Regions from separate parts of the Mus musculus genome. Here region 2 is linked to region 1. Evidence: chromatin contacts called from public HiChIP or PLAC-seq data. All regions are on one chromosome and are shown on one strand. Each heading gives the region's core, a stretch centred on a gene start, on an enhancer-like site or on the middle of the called end of the contact. The rest is flanking DNA. Distances are from core to core; before and after follow the strand shown.

Region 1 (4,494 bases), core at 1,702-4,201:
CAGACTCACCTTTAGAAGTCCTGTGTTGATAAGGTGGGCCAGGTGGAGTGAAGACAAGGGTTTCAGTAGGAAGCTATACCTGACTGACAGTGTAGTACAGAAAACTGGGAGATTAGCTATGTGAGGTTGTGGCCTGTCTGGAAGGAAGGAGCAGCCCTGAGATTTGAGGGGTAATGGGCCTAGGTAGGATGTGATGGTAAAGAAGGGAGCCAAGGATGACTGTGTTCTACCAGGCAAGCTGAGCATGGAGGGGGAGGATGAGGCTTGGGATTGAGATGGTTCTGGGAAAGCCCTGGGGGAGCCCAGTGGACACTGGAATTGGGGTTTGAAGCTCAGGAGGGAGGTCAGACCAATTCTGAGTCAGGGTCAAACTTCAAGGATTCTGTTGTCATGGTGAAAGGGACCCACTGTAGACCTAGAGGCAGGCAGAGGGGCCATTCTTGTGCAAGTTCCTACAACTCTGGGAAATTGGTTTTCTTTCATCACGTCTGTTTCTCCCACTGTAAAAGGTAGATGGCTTATGCTTGTGGTGAAGGTCACACCGGATGGTGCATGAGGAAGCTCAAGGACGGTTAGCTGCTGCCTGGAACTCTTCACGGCTGAAGGTTGTGATGGCTGGAGTGGCCCAGGATAGGCAGCCTGAGAAGGGAGAAGCCTGGGACAGCTGGGACCGTGAGCAAGAAAGGGTGTTCTCTCTCTCCTGGGGCTTGGGGTATAGCCAGTTGGTGGAGTGTTTGCCTAGCATACTCGGTGCCCAGGGTTTGATCTCCAGCATCACATAAAACACAACTATAATCTAGCTTTTGGGAAGGAAGTGGAAGTAGGAAGATGAGAAGTTTCAGGCCACTCTCAGCTACACAGCAAGTTTGAGGCCAGGCTGGGCTGCATGAGACCCTGTCTCTAAACAACAACAACAACTTTAAATTAATAAAATAGTGTTCTCTCAGTTTATTACTGAGCCAACTGATGACTAAAGACTGTAGTTCAAAATCTTTTAAAAATAAATTCTCACCTCTTCTATTGAAATACAGTCAATAGCTTAGTTTTAGAAGCAGGCCAAATGAAATGTACTCTCTGCACTTTTAGATGAACGGAGCCACACTCTAAGCACCACAGGGTAGGTTTCCAAGGGATGTGGCAACCTCCACTGAGAGAGGAGCTTTCTGGTAATCAGCTGTGTGACTTTGAAGAGCCACCAGCTCCCTCTGAGCCTGCACTAAGCTCTCTGTAATGTTGACTCTCTGGCTAGATGGAAATCTAGCACGAAAGCCTGTTTCCAAGTACTTGGTTGGACTTGAGAGAGCAATGAGGGCTCTGGTTGTAAGGGATGTCTGTACGCCAGCAGAGAAGGTTCCATCCGCAGCAGGCCCAGAGCCTACACAGTCAGGGCTGGAGGTAGGGCAGAACAAAGGTGCTCTGTCCAGGAGTTGGGGGCCTGGGTTCTGTTCCTAACTGGTTCTGAGAGTTCATGGGTGGTCCCAAGCTCCGTGACTACAACGGACACCTGCGCTAGTGGGTACCCTCATGTTTACAATAGGTTGGGGAAGAGAGGAGTTGAACAACTTCTCATAATGAATGAGATGTCTTTTTTAAAAAGACAAGTTAGTAGATTTCTGTTAACCTTGGTTTCTTCCACAAAACAGGGTTCTGAATGTGTATCTCAGGGTCTATGAGAGTAAATATGCTAAAGTAGCATCTATTATGCTATATAACACACACACACTATACATACACAAATACATATACTGGGGCATAAAGAGATATTCAGAGCACAGCACGGGTCATTGGGGAAGGGGATAAAATGAGAACAGAAGGGAACATGAGTCTCCTACGTACATACCCAGTTCCACAATGGCTGCTAGGCCAGTGGCTTCCAAATGGCCAGTGAAAGAAGAAAATAAAACCCACTTGAGGCCATCCTTTCTGGCTTAAAATTTGTCAGTGGCTTACTTAACTATAGCAGATGCCTTCATCCTCACGGGCTCTTTCTCTCTCAAAGCCCCTCATACAGATCCTCATTCTCTGGATCATGGAGAACTGAAGGAGAGCTCTTCCCTGCTGAGACAACTGTTTCTCTGCTCAATTCACCCAACCTTTTTCTTAGGGAGCTTCCTGTGGTCCAAGGTGGGCTGGCCAGCATCACTCTGTGGAAGCGTCCTGTGGGGTTCATCTCCTTTCAAACTGTGGGTCCTCCATCTCTCCAGCCTCTGCTTCCTCTCACCCATCATGCTCCACGCAGAAGACAGAACCCCATCCTGCATGCTGAAGAGGCAGGGTGTGAGGACTAGATCTGAGAGCTTGCTGTCTGGAGATCTGTTGCCCCCCCCCCCTAGTCAACATTACAGAGAGCTTAGCGCAGGCTCAGAGGGAGCTGGTGGCTCTTCAAAGTCACACAGCTGATTACCAGAAAGGTTCTCTCTCTCAGTGGAGGTTGCCACATCCCTTGGAACCCCCCCCCCCCACAATGCATCTTCATAGAGGACACAGCACCCAGTAGCAGCTAGGTGTTGGATTGAGTAAATGGTGACCCAAGAGAAACCAAAATGGCGGCTACTAAGGCAGGGCTCCCTGGGGAAAACCTCTGGCGAGGTAGAAGACAAGGTGGGAATTCACTGATGAGAAAAACAGTGAGCTCTAGGTCAATTACTGACAATTTACCTAGGGCAGATGAGGAGATGTTGTCTAATTGCGGCTTCACATAACACTCATAAAAACTAGTGATATTGTTGGAAGCAAGTTGAGCCCTGAAAAGAGAAAGCTGAAGGTGGCACAGATCTGTGACATCCAGACACATTCTCCGGGGGAAAGGTTACAAAGTTACTGGGCTAGTGACTAGTCATGAGTCATCCCCAGAGTAAACAGATAACAGGCAAGAAGGTTACATGGTGACAATTCAGAGACCGCTGAACTGTGAAGATTATGTGGGGCCTCTCAGGCTAAGCACTTTCAGAATGTCGGGAAGCCATGGTAACCCTCACAAACATTCCACAGGCAGTGATTGTGACCGCCAGTCTCTCTTCCCCCACTCCCAGTTTGGAATGTACTTTGAAACAGTGGGACCATGTTTTCTTCTTAACTCCTCCCATCATCTGTTCCAGAATCTTCAACAACTACCTCCTTGAATTCACAGGATTACCTGGGATTTAGGAAGTCATGGTATGCTTCATGATGAAACTCTGAATTGGAGGTCATCTAAAAAGAGTTATTCCCTTGTGGCTACATCTCCAAGTCTGTTAAAGGCTAATCCCAAGCCTACATGAAAAGAGATTTATAGTACAGAAAACTGTGCATTTAACTCCCCACTCCATAACTATGGCGTTCTTACCCACAGACCCAATCAACCAATACAACAGAATGTATTTGGACAAAGCATTGCAGCCACGGTGAACATGTATAATTTTTTGGGGGGGTCATGATCCCATAAACCATGAAGTACAACAACAGAATAGTATTTGCACTGTGTGAAGCTTGATAGGGTCTAGAGACCCTTTAGCACATGTGAGAAGATGTAATGAATCATAAGAAAACACTAAGCCATTTTATGTAAGAGACTTAAGCAGCTATGGACTCTGCTATCTACTAGAGCAGGGGTTCCTGGAACTAATCTCCAGGAAGGTGCGGGATAATTAAACTGCACATGAGTCAGGATTGGAAAATGCTTGGTTAGGAAATTCTTAGAGCCTCCCAGCTATGTTCACGAAAATGTATCATGGTGCCTTTCTTTGGGCTGGCTCAGATGGAGTTCCATTGCGTACCTCTTTATCTTCCTAGAGAAGTGGGGGAGCTGAGTATATGCTTTCAGGGGGACTAAGGAGTATGAGACCCTCTGCATGTCCCAAACATTCACTCCCAAGCCAACCGTTGCTCCTTCTACACGCTTTCTTCATTCACTTTGCTGAGTTCTGATACCCATGTGTCTCCCACAAGCTTCTATTCCATCCGGGACTTGTACCCTTCCAACCTTGTTCACAGAACTCTCGGGCCAAACTTTCTGAAGATCTTATGTGTATCACCCCCAGGTGTGATTCTTAACACACATCTGTATGGTTACCTCCTGGCTCAAGATTTTCATGATCTGACCTAGGCCCATGGTTATGGCCTAGCTTAGTGACATTTGTCCTCCCGCAAGTATCTTAGGCTCTCGGCAGGACACACACCCCGCCAAGTCCTTTCTCATTTCCATCTTACTACACCCACACTTTCCTCTACATGGGGAGCTAGGACAGACATTCAAACTCACTCAGAAGGAGACCATATTAACCCATATACAGTAAATGCCAGCTCTAGTTTCAACTCTGAGGCTTTGTCCCCCAGGGTGAACTACCGGGGACTGGTGAGATCTTTTGGGGACTACTGGGAGGTCCTTATGTCATTGAAGCTATGTCCTTGAAGGAGATCGTAGGAACCTAGTCCTCCGGCCTCCTAACCATCAGGTGGGCAGATTAGCTCTGCTTCCTGCTTCAGTCATGTATTGCTTTAACCCAGGCACAAAGC
Region 2 (4,258 bases), core at 127-2,626, 310 kb after region 1:
GAGAGAGAGAGAGAGAGAGAGAGAGAGAGAATTACACATATTCGTAAATTAAATAAATCTCTTTTAAAGTACCAACATTTCTCAGAGTATAATAGACCAAAAAAGAAAAGAAAAGAAAGAAAAAAAGAGGAAACAAAAGGGACAAGAAAACGGACAAAGATAAATAAAGATTACCCAGTAACTGAAAACTTCATCTCCAAAATTAGATGAAAGTACAAGGAAAGAAAAAACATGGAAGACTTAAAAAATAGAATAAGGTGAAAATACTACTAAAAGTGTAGTGAAATAAAAAAAGGCACAAGGTTTAAAATGGCAAGTGAGAGTGAGGGGCAGCAGGAGTGAAAAGTGGTGGGCCAGAGTGAGAGCGGGGAGAGGGAGGGCAGCGGGAGTGAGGCTGAGCAGGAGAAAGCACAGCTGAGGAGGAGCACGCATTCTCAGTTCAGTTGGTTTCTGGATCCTTGAGCGTATATATGTAGGGTTGGGGGTGGTCCTTTGAACTTGTGGGCTCCAGGCTTTCCTGTGCTTTCTGCTGGTGTTGAACCTGTATGGAGCAAGTCTTCTCAAAGGGTATAGGAGACAACTTATGATGTTTTCCCAAGCTCCTTCCTCCCGTGGATGCGATCATGTTAGGAACTTGCTATCTGTGCGGGCCTCTGTCCTGTTTGGAATAGTTTGAAGGATGTTGCATTAGACTTGTAAGACATCAAAGGTATACATTAGTCTGAACTGAGTGCCTCAGTGACTCATGACTTTGCTCAATACCAGGACCACTCAGTGTAAACACCCGCCACAGTTTGAAGTGGGGAGGCTCTTAAACCAGCTCACAGTTAGTCACAGTCCTCTGGAAGGCCAAGCCTGGTCTATGCTAACCCCCTCCCATTATCTCTAAGGAAACAAAACCCGGAGGGAGGGAGGGAGGGAGGGACGTGTGAACATCAATCACACAGCTTGTATTTCAGATTCATTTCTATGGGTTTTCATTGGAGGAGAAGACAATGGGGGTGAGGGAGTCTGTATTTTAACAATGGAGACCTGTGAAGGAAAGTCTCTCTGTCTCTGTCCCCCTCCCTCCCTTTCTCCCTCCCTTTCTCCCCTGGTCCATGCTCATACCTGAGCGTGAAGCCCTTGAGTTCACAGGAGTTTTGGAGTTTTAGACTTGATCATTGTTACAGGCTTTGATTTGTTTTATTTGCTCTGAGAAAATTCCTTCTTCTTCTTCTTCCACATGGCCCCAAATAGCCGATTGAGACATGTGGCCCAAGACTTCCTTTTAACAACTCATTATGTTGTTGCTTTTTCTAGACTCTGATTGAAGAAATAAAGTGAGCTAGAGTTCATGACTAATAGAACCTTACCTCCATTCTGACCCCAACTCATGAGCCAATCACTTCTACATGTTCTCATACTGACACATACGTCAGAGGCTTTGATGTGAAGCTGCACTGAATCAGGGACCTCGATTTCAATGCCCAGATACATTCGACATAATCACCCAGTGCAATAACCTTTACTTTCCCATCTGTAAAATGAGTTCAATGTTAGGAACAGTGTTCTTCATACAAAATGGATGTAAGCAGATTGCTAAAGGCTGTGACACATGACTTAGTGGATTATCATTTTATAATGGAAAATTTTAGAAACCTATGAGCTGCCCAAAGCATTGCTGATAATTTATTATTAATGACATCTAAAATCTCCAGCCCTGCAGGAAGCTTCAAGCATCATTACTGCCTTACATTTTGCTTTCGGTTAATGGACAGCCATATTTCACTGTCATTTTCATGGCTAGCAAGATAGCACAGATGAATAATTTTAACAAAATATAGAACAGGCAATGACACATTCCAGATGCTGTCACTTTTATTAATTAGATGACCAACTTCGGCATTGTAAGAACCAAGTTTCCTGAACACATCTAGTGTCCCTCGTATGTCCTTGACATCAACACACTCTCTCTATCCAACTCTCAGAAGCAAGGATCAGAAAACATTGGACTTAGCCCTTTCATGTTTAAAAAAACTAAAATTCAGAATCAATCAGTAATTGAGAAGAAAACCCTCTGGGTAATAAGGCCTGGTAATAGGTGTTCAAGTAAAGGCTGGTCTTGATGGGACAACCCCTTTACCACAGCACTTGGAAAGCAGAGGCAGTAAGATCTCTGTGAGTTCAAGGCCAGTCAGGGTTACTTGATGGGCTCCTGAAAACAAAACGAAACAAACAAAACCAAAATCATGTTGGAGCTGTAGAGGCTAAGTAGTAAAGAGTGTGTAGTGTTTTTGAAGCAGACCTGAGTTTGATTCTAAGGACTAAGATCTGGCAGATGATGACCAAATGTAACTCCAGCTCCTGGAGTCTTAAAAGCCTCTTTTGTCCTCCATGGAAATGTGCATTCAAGTGCACATATACCTCCTCAATTCACAAATACATATAATTAAAACAACAACAACAAAATAAATCATTAAAAAGCTCAAGTAATAGCAGGGGCTTCTGATCACATGAGGACAGCATCCTTAAGGGTTAAGATGAGGATGCTGCTTTGAGATCATCAAAGAAGGATTTTCTTCTAGAAGCTTTTCATAGGAAGAGAATATGCCTCGGAGATGTCGAATCACAGCTCTTAGTAAGAACCACCTATTAGCCTATGGTCTAGGAACATCTAGACCAAGCCCAGTTGCACATGTGCATGTCCCCTGATTTGTGATTGGGCCAATCCTTGCCCCCCCCTTTTTTTTTTGAGGCAGGGTTCCTCTGGGTAATAATAAGGCCTGGCTATCCTGGACTCACTTTGTAAGCCAGGCTGGCCTCTAACTCACAGAGATGTGCCTGTCTCTGCTCCTGAGTACAGGGATTAAAAGGATGTGCCACCTGGCTTAATTCACATGTTTTAATTGGAAACACTCTAAGTTGAAATTCATCTATTATACCTGGCCAAGCTCTGTAGCTTGGCACAGAACCTAAGCCCAGGATCAGCAGTTTGCCCTCCCCATCAAATGCCTGGCTGCGAACTACAGCTTTCTGCCTCTGCCAAGTAGCACAAGAGAATATCAATATTCTATTGATCACTGCTAGCCCAGGTAAAGATTGAAACGCAAAATCCAGAGTATGTTTTTTTTTTTGCTATATGCATACAACTCTTGCACCAGCACAGTATAACAAACTTAGAAGTCAAATCTTGCATTAAGACCTAGACTGTCTGGACTACAGAGGCAAATATCACTGTAACCTGCAGTGTTGCAACTAGAAGCCATTTCCTCCATCTCCATCACAAGGGAGCACTCCTCATCTCTAGCTCGTCAGTCTTCCTATTCTACAGAGCAAACATACTTGTGCTCCGGGAACGATCGTATCTAAGATACTGCAGCAATATGGGCACCTAGGGCCTGTCTCCTTAAGCTCTTACATCATTTCCATACCTGCTCCGGTACTGGCTGAGGTGGACATCAAACTGCATTTCCAAAAGACTGAAGAATAGCAAGACAACAGTTCTTTCAACATGTGGTGCAGCAGTTAGATGCAGAAGGGAAAGGAAGGAGATCTTTAGTGTGATGCCTGGCTCGTTATTTAACAGTTTGCACCTAGTGAATCACACGTTTTGTTTTGAGGTTTTCCGGTCTCGCTGAGTTTTCCTCTGGGCAGGCCAAGCACGCATAACAAATAGTTTTCCATCTAATTACAGAAGGCAGTGCATGTTGCCTGAGCAGCAGGCTCCTCACTTGTGTGGTAACAATCAGCAGGAGCGTGGACTTCAAGGCTTTTATTTTCTCCTCTGCTCTCATTTTCCATGGCTGCTCCTTGTTTGGTTTTAGGTTATTTGATGCCAGGAACCAGCTCTAGATGTATCATATTTTCCATCCATCCATCAATACCAGAGAAATATCCCGTGCGCAGACACAGACGGGGAAGGTCTCTTGCCTTCCCTTACAAGAGAAGCCAGTGTTTAGACTTGGAATCCATTCTGGACTAACAAAAGAACAAGAAAGTGTGTGTTCTCCATTAGACACAACAAAGGCCTGGCTATAGACGCAACTTAATCAGCCTCAATAAACGGGCATTGTGGTGTCTGCTGTGTGTAGTATGATCTAGAAAGTGTTTCTTAAAGTCTTTCTCAGAAGGGAAGTCTCTGGAGATATCCAAGAGAAAAGACTCTAGAGTATGCAAAGTCTGCCAAGCGTTCTGTTCCGGAGCTCTCTGATGCAGGGCCACAGTGGACTATGGCACCGCACTGCTCTGATGACCCCAGCGGCTGAAAGCAAAGCTA

Evidence for each region. HiChIP or PLAC-seq counts read pairs in DNA pulled down with a chosen protein or histone mark.
Region 2: a contact with region 1 is called in a FOXA1 HiChIP or PLAC-seq map of pancreatic cancer cells. The contact joins the enhancer-like site here to the promoter of 4930444M15Rik in region 1. A contact is called at or near these places in 2 of 39 promoter capture datasets (the SN4741 cell line and neural stem cells), 2 of 15 datasets of contacts at CTCF or cohesin (the NIH/3T3 cell line and large pre-B cells), 4 of 484 Hi-C or Micro-C datasets (bone marrow-derived macrophages, forebrain, granulosa cells and 1 more) and 8 of 115 datasets of contacts at active chromatin or transcription factors (the NIH/3T3 cell line, embryonic basal ganglia, embryonic stem cells and 4 more).

What each region holds. Positions count from the first base shown.
Region 1 is chr14:76,517,904-76,522,397 of GRCm38.p6, forward strand. 4930444M15Rik (RIKEN cDNA 4930444M15 gene) reads right to left here and starts at 2,952. Exons shown (of 4, transcript NR_045660.1): 1 at 2,659-2,952; 2 at 1,951-2,262.
Region 2 is chr14:76,833,520-76,837,777 of GRCm38.p6, forward strand. Gm30365 (a long non-coding RNA gene) reads right to left here and starts at 4,237. Exons shown (of 3, transcript XR_383623.4): 1 at 3,414-4,237; 2 at 1,111-1,305; 3 at 1-658. Within about 2 kb of position 1,377, at least 27 of the 459 cell types and tissues checked have an H3K27ac peak or open chromatin away from gene starts, as enhancers often do. A contact at or near this core is called in the NIH/3T3 cell line, the SN4741 cell line and pancreatic cancer cells, where this site is marked.